Regions from separate parts of the Rattus norvegicus genome. Here region 2 is linked to region 1. A link is a contact called in public Hi-C data. All regions are on one chromosome and are shown on one strand. Each heading gives the region's core, a stretch centred on a gene start, on an enhancer-like site or on the middle of the called end of the contact. The rest is flanking DNA. Distances are from core to core; before and after follow the strand shown.

Region 1 (3,305 bases), core at 590-3,089:
GCCCTGGGTTCGGTCCCCAGCTCCGAAAAAAAACAACCAAAAAAAAAAAAAAAAAAAAAAGGGCTGGAGAGATGGCTCAGCGGTTAAGAGCACCCAACTACTCTTCCAGAGGTCCTGAGTTCAATTCCCAGCAACCACATGGTGGCTCACGACCATCTGTAAAGAGATCTGATGCCCTCTTCTGGTGTATCTGAAAACAGCAACAGTGTACTTATATATAATAAATGAATAAATCTTAAAAAAAAAAAAAGAATTATCTATTTAAAAAAAAAAAAAAAGAAATACATCCTCCTCAAGACGACAGGGAACTCAGCTGCAAAATGTGGCAGTGAGACCTCAGTACGCACCAGGATCACCTAGAAGACCGGTTACAAAAGACTTGGGTAGGGTGGGTAGTCAGATGGCTCGGTGGTTAGGGGCACTGGTTGCTGTTTCAGAGTAATCTGAGTTCAATAGTCAGTACCCACGTGGTCCTTACAACCATCTGTTACTCCAGGTGCAGGTGACCTGAGGAAGTGCCTCAGTGGTCCCTCCTGCACCAAATCAAACATTTAGATAGCATGTTAGTCCTTAACAAATCACACATCAGCCTTTAGCAGAGGTATTTCTGTGTTAGAGAACCCTAAGAAAAACGGGGCAACTAAGTGTGTAGCACGTGGGTGCTACATAACCACAGAACCACAGGCACTGCACGCTAAACGAGGTCTCTGCCGCTGAAAATGAAGGGAAATTCTCAGACCCAAAGCCATGACCGGGTCTCAGTGTAGCCCAGGCTGGCCTAGAATGCCTGATCCTCGTGGAGCGGCAGCCATACCACCCCCAGCTGAATGAAACATGTTCACAGACGGCTTTCAAAGAGAAGTTAATTAAACAAACTCATGTTCAACCCCCCCCCCAAAAAAAACCAAAAAACAAAAACTCAACCCCCCCCCCAACCCCTAAGCATATTTCACAGCAACACAGAAGCACTAGAAACTCACACATAACTCGCTTATAAACAGAAGTCGTGGCTGCCTCTTCTGAAGAGGCAAAGTGAATTGAAGACACTCCAGGCCTTGTTTGTTTTTCTTTCGGAGGGGTCTCTTGCAACCTAATGTTAGGCAGCAGAGCGCCTTCTCCTCCTGCCTCCACCTCCAAATCCTGAGAGGACAGGTGTGTGCCACCACGCTCTCTGGCTTCACCCCTATGCTTTTCTGAACTTGATCAGAACCCCATTCCACGCGTCAGGGGTCCCGGCTGACCCCACTGGTATGTATCCCCGCAAGCGAGACAGACTGCAGCAGCCCACGGTCATCGTGCCCGAGTTTGCTGCTTCGGCCACCCTGCTTCCCCGGGTTACCACTCTGGGGGCTGCCCGGCCTCTAGGTCAGATGTGTCCCCGGCTTTCAGCTCCTCAGGTCTGCGGGGAATCTGAGGTTCTGCACTGGGTATCTCCAAGATGCAAATCGCGGCCCCCGCCTTCTCGGTCCTCAACCAGGCCGGGGTTTAGGTGTAGCACGTAAACCGCACCCACGAACCGCCACCCGAGTCCCAGGGATCCTCAGAAAAGGTCCCCGGAGAAGAGCGTAGGACGCAGAAGCACCGGGACCACCCCCGTGACGGACCCCGAAGGGTGGATTGCGAGTGCGCTGGCCCGGCAGCAGCGGTGACCCGGGCCTCTCAGCGCTGCCGCCGTGGCACCAAAGTGCTATGGGTGGTGATACTGAAGGCGCTGGGACATCAGATCTCAAACCAGAGACTGAGCGCCACTAGATTTGACTGGGTTCTGGGCTTCCAGAGCCAGGACCCCAGCTCAAGGACTGGGGCAAGGGGTGGGAGGGCTTGTGTGCGACTCTGCAGCAGTGCGCATGCGCGCAAGGGAACCGCGGGGAGGAGGGAGGTTTCAGTGGCATCTTGTGCGGGCCTGGACTGAGGGGGACAGTTTGACTCCAGGTTCCAGGGTTGGGCCGAAATGGCCAAGTCTTTAGGCTTAGAGCAGTAACTCTGGCGTTGGACAAACTGACTCCCTGATGCTTTGAGGTCCAGCATGGAGCACTTGCTGAACCACGTCCCTTACACTAGTTTGGACATCTATTGTTTGTTTTTTAAGCCGTGGTCTCCCTAAATGACCCTGGATTTCTTTCTTTTCTTTCCTTTTTTTTTTTTTTTTAATTTCTATTTTTCGGAGCTGAGGACCGAACCCAGGGCCTTGACCCTGGATTTCTCTGTGACCACCAGGCTGACCTTGGACTTGAATTGCTCCTCCAGCAAACTTCCCGAATGTGGGCATTAAGTGCACACACCATCACACCTCACCCTCTACCTGAGTCAGTTTTTACCAGTTTTTCTTTTCTTTTTTCTTTTCTTTTCTTTCTTTCTTTCTCTCTTATTTATTTATTTATTTTTCAGAGCTGGGGACCGAACCCAGGGCCTTGCGCTTGCTAGGCAAGCGCTCTACCACTGAGCTAAATCCCCAACCCCTCTTTCTTTTTTAAATATTTAGTTGAGACCAACTCTATGCAGCCCTTGCTAGCCAGCAATCTGTATAGACCAGGCTGGCCTCGAACTCAGGGACCCACCTGCCTTTGTTTCTGTGGTGGTAGAATTTGAAGGTGTGGGTTTCTTTTAATGAAGCAGGCTTGGGGTTTAATATAGGCTTCAGCATGAGGGTTAGGAGAGTGGCTCAGAATGACAGCACCTGAAATCATAGGTGTGGGTGTCTCTGAAAGAATAATTGATTGGTTTCCGCGGTATTCTTATGTTCTTGTGGTGGTTTGAATAGGTGTGGCTACTGTAGATTCATGTATTTGAACGCTTGGCCACACGGAGTAGCGATATTGTGTGTGTCCTTATTCAAGGAAGTGTATCGCTGTGAAGGCAGGGCTTTGAGGCCATGCTCAAGGTACACCACGGCTGCCTGCATGCCTCCACCTTTCCCGCATGATGACAACGGACTGAACCTCTGAAAGCCCGCCCCCATGAAATGATTTCCTTTATAAAAGTTGCCCTGGTCATGGTGTCTCTTCACAGCAATAAAACCCTACGAGAGTTCGTACGTGAGGAAGAGTTTTCCTTTGGTCCGTTTCTTCAGTCTAACAGCATGTGTGCACAGATTCTTAATGAGTTATAATTTCTTTCTTTCATTCTAATGCCTATTTTTTTTCCAAGTTTTGGTTTGTGGGAACCCCTGAAGCCCAACAATGGTGGGTTCTGTTTATTTGAACGACAGCCCGGGCTGGCTTGGAACTTGTGATTCCTGTGGTTCAGTCTCTCCCTTCTGCTAGAACTATAGGTATTAGACACCACACTGGGTTACTGGATAGTTT
Region 2 (3,305 bases), core at 604-3,103, 130 kb before region 1:
CTGCGATGGGAACTGGCGGGGAAAATGGCAACCATTGTTGGATTTCCCGCCAGGGCACGGCCTGAGGCAGGCCGAGGATCTGGCTCCGCATTTGGAATTTTGTGCGGAAAATTCCTAGACAGAGATACAAACTGGGATCGAAACTCTCACAATACGTAGGGCAGACACCCTGGGCACGAGCCCCTTGCATCATTAGGGGCCAATCTCACCGAATCACTGTATGTTTTTTGGAGTAGGTTTGCGACGGAAGTTGTGTAGAGTCGCATGTGTCTCTGGGAAATGTAGTCTAGAAAAGGAACTGCGTGGCACTGGTCTCCTGGAACAAAGTTGCTGAAATGATTTCTGAGATACCACACCCTGAGTCTGGATATTTCTGGGCCTTGTAACTCACTGTAGCAATATTCAGGATGACGACAGATTCCCCGTCTTCCCCTTCTTTGTTGGCGAGGCCCAGCATAGGATTTTTATGATCCATTTAGGTGGCATAAAAAATGAATATTAGTTATTAAAATCTAGCAGATTTACAAAGAATTGTAAACGAGTGGTTGTTCCCGAGGAGGTAGAGCGTTCTGTTATAGAGTAGTGAAAAAAATTGTCTTCGAATTTTTATTTATTTTGAGTCTGGGTCTTACTCTAGGCCGACCTGCGAGTCACTCAGTAGACTTGGTTTGCACTGAATTCATATAGATCAGTCTGTCCGTGTCACACAAACACTTAGACTAAAGGGAAGGTCCAATACTAGGTACATTTTTTTGCTTTGGTGTTTATGGGACTCATTTCTACATAGGTATTTCCTTTCTTAGCTGAACAATATTGTTTTATGAGTTATATGTACGAGTTTGTATATCCAGTCACATGTTTGTGATTGTTGTGGTAATCTCTAGATTAATTGATTTTAATAAAGCAGATATAAGCATTTGTTTACCATTCTTTTATCTTTTTTTTCCCTTTTGGTTTTTCGAGACAGAGTTTTTCTGTATAGCCCTGGCTGTCCTGGAACTCACTTTGTAGACCAGGCTGGTCTCGAACTCACAGATTCTGCCTGCCTCTAGTTCTTTAGTGCTGGGATTAAAAGCATGTGCCACCATCCCTGGCTTTTGTCAGTACTTTTAAAAAGTTTTGTTTTTACTGTTTTTCTGTATGGGTATGTGCTTTAATGCATACATATGTGTCTGTACAGGCCAAAAGGGGATGCCACATCACCAAGAGTTACAGACAGATTTGTGGGCTACCTGTGGTGGGGGCTGGAAACAGAACTCTGGTTCTAGGCAACAGCAGTATGAGCACCTAATGCTTGAGACTCTGTTTCAGCTTGCAATGTCATTTTGTATGTGTGTGTGTGTGTGTGTGTGTGTGTGTGTGTGTGTGTGTGTGTGTTTAATTAGGTATTAAGGGGGTGGGCCATGGTATTAAATTAAGGCTTCATTTACACACTAAGGGCATTGCTGTGTATAAATTATATTTTAATTTTAGGTGCTTTTAGTCACATGTTGGTCTTACTAAGTCCTTTCTTTCCTCCCTCCTGTCTCCCTACCTCCTTCTACATATCTCAGCTTGGCCTATCGATTCATCCTGCCTGCAAATGTGAGCCACTATGCCTCGTATTAAGCTATTCTTGAGGTGCTTAGAGTGGTGAATAACGGAAACGAGCGGGTTTTATGCCTGTATTCTACTCTGTCCTTCCAAAGGACATTCTGACCGCTCTATTCCCACCCACCCCCACCCCTGGCGGTATCTCCCAGGGGGTTTATCCCAGCTTCTACTCTATTTCCCAATGCGGTTTGTCCTATTTAAGATTTTGACATTCTTCCAGTTGCTTCTGATACTGGTTCTGATGCATCTTGGGGTTGCTGGGGTTTTTTTCCTCAGGAGCAGAGTTCCATCCTGAATTGTCTACCTTTTTCATGAATGATTTTTCTATAAAGTGATTGTACCACCTTGATTTTTCCCCTCATATGGTTTCTCCCACAAGCCCTCAATTTTTTTCCTTCTTTGGCTGGATCCCCTGTACCTCATGGTTTCTTCCAGCAGGGGGCGGGCAACTAGGTTTAAAGTATAACAGAACTCATGCCCTCAAAGCTAGAGGAACCTCCTCCTATAGGATGATGCACAGACAAGGGCTACAGTGCTTGGATTTACGTTCTTTATCCCATTCTGTGTAATCTGGCTGGATAGCTATTCCTCTGCTGTACGGAATGCTTAAGTTTCAAAGATGGTGGCCTACGCGGCATCTCCGGGCGCGGCCATAGCCTCTTAAGGAATGGTATATAAAGGTTCTGCAAACTCTTTAGGCACCTAGTGGGTTGTTGGAGTCCTCCTGTGTCGCAGGTATCGCTGAGCATGCGCAGTACTAATAGCCAAGGATTTTTTTTTCTTTTAAAGACCGGAAGTGACCTTGGTCTTTGAAGATGGTTCCCCTCCCCCTCTCCCCTCGCCTCCGCGCGGTTTCCATTGAAGTCTTAAGAGCAAGCACCTTGGAGGTGATTTCAACTAGAATTCTAGGGAATCATTAATGTGTGTGTATGTTGCGAGTTAGTGACTGTATTGGGTACTGTCTGCTGTGTTGATGGTTGTCAGTGGTAAGGATTTCTCCGATCAATAACGGGATTCTGAGTTTTGGAGGAGGGAGGTTGGCCGGCCGGGTGACGTGTGACTGTCCTGACTTGTGAGTGATGTGATGTTAGGGAATGTGATGAGTGGCTGAGGGTCTGTAACACCCGAGAGCCCCTGGGGTCTGTGATCAGTTTGCTTTCTAACCCGAAAGTTTAGCTCATTAATTTTTAGCGTTGGTTAATGTAAGAATTTATATTCTTACATATTTATATGTAGACTTTTTATTGTTGATTAAATACAAATGGTTTTCTTTTTAAATTTATTTTCTTTGATCCAGGAGTCATTTGGAAATGCATTTTCCGTTTTAGATAATATCTCTGGGTAGTGGTCAGGTTGAAAAATGCTTTATGGTCTATATCGTAATCATTTTCATAAATGACTTCACATTGCATAAAAATTACCGCTCCCCAGTTGTATTGTGAGTTATATATCACATGGCCTTACAGTTTTGGTTTTGCTTTTTGTTTTTTGGAGCCCTGGATGTCCCAGAACTCACTATATGTAGACCAGGCTGGTCTTGAACTCAAAGAGATCCATCTGCCTCCGGAGTTCTGGGATTAAAGGCCTGCACCCCACCAGCAGACATTACAGATTTTTTTTGTCTGCTTAGTTGTGGTGGAGGTATATTGCTCACAACAGAAAGGTGATTTGTCTATCTCTCCTTTGTCCATTTCTGGTTTGTATGTTTGAAG

What was found. A called contact is a pair of places that touch in the nucleus more often than the background predicts.
Region 2: a contact with region 1 is called in a Hi-C map of Schwann cells, with 2.5 times the contacts expected there. The contact joins the promoter of Zfp27 here to the enhancer-like site in region 1. A contact is called at or near these places in 6 of 12 Hi-C or Micro-C datasets (the A7r5 cell line, Schwann cells, frontal cortex and 3 more).

Annotation. Positions count from the first base shown.
Region 1 is chr1:94,130,860-94,134,164 of GRCr8, reverse strand. It overlaps a transcript of Zfp84 not described here. Among named protein-coding and RNA genes, the nearest start is that of Zfp84, 18 kb to the right of the region's middle. Within about 2 kb of position 1,839, at least 67 of the 93 cell types and tissues checked have an H3K27ac peak or open chromatin away from gene starts, as enhancers often do. A contact at or near this core is called in Schwann cells, kidney and liver, where this site is marked.
Region 2 is chr1:94,256,741-94,260,045 of GRCr8, reverse strand. Zfp27 (zinc finger protein 27) reads left to right here and starts at 1,853. Exons shown (of 4, transcript XM_008759226.3): 1 at 1,853-2,579. Zfp420 (zinc finger protein 420) reads right to left here and starts at 331. Exons shown (of 5, transcript XM_039093741.2): 1 at 1-331. The coding sequence starts at 35.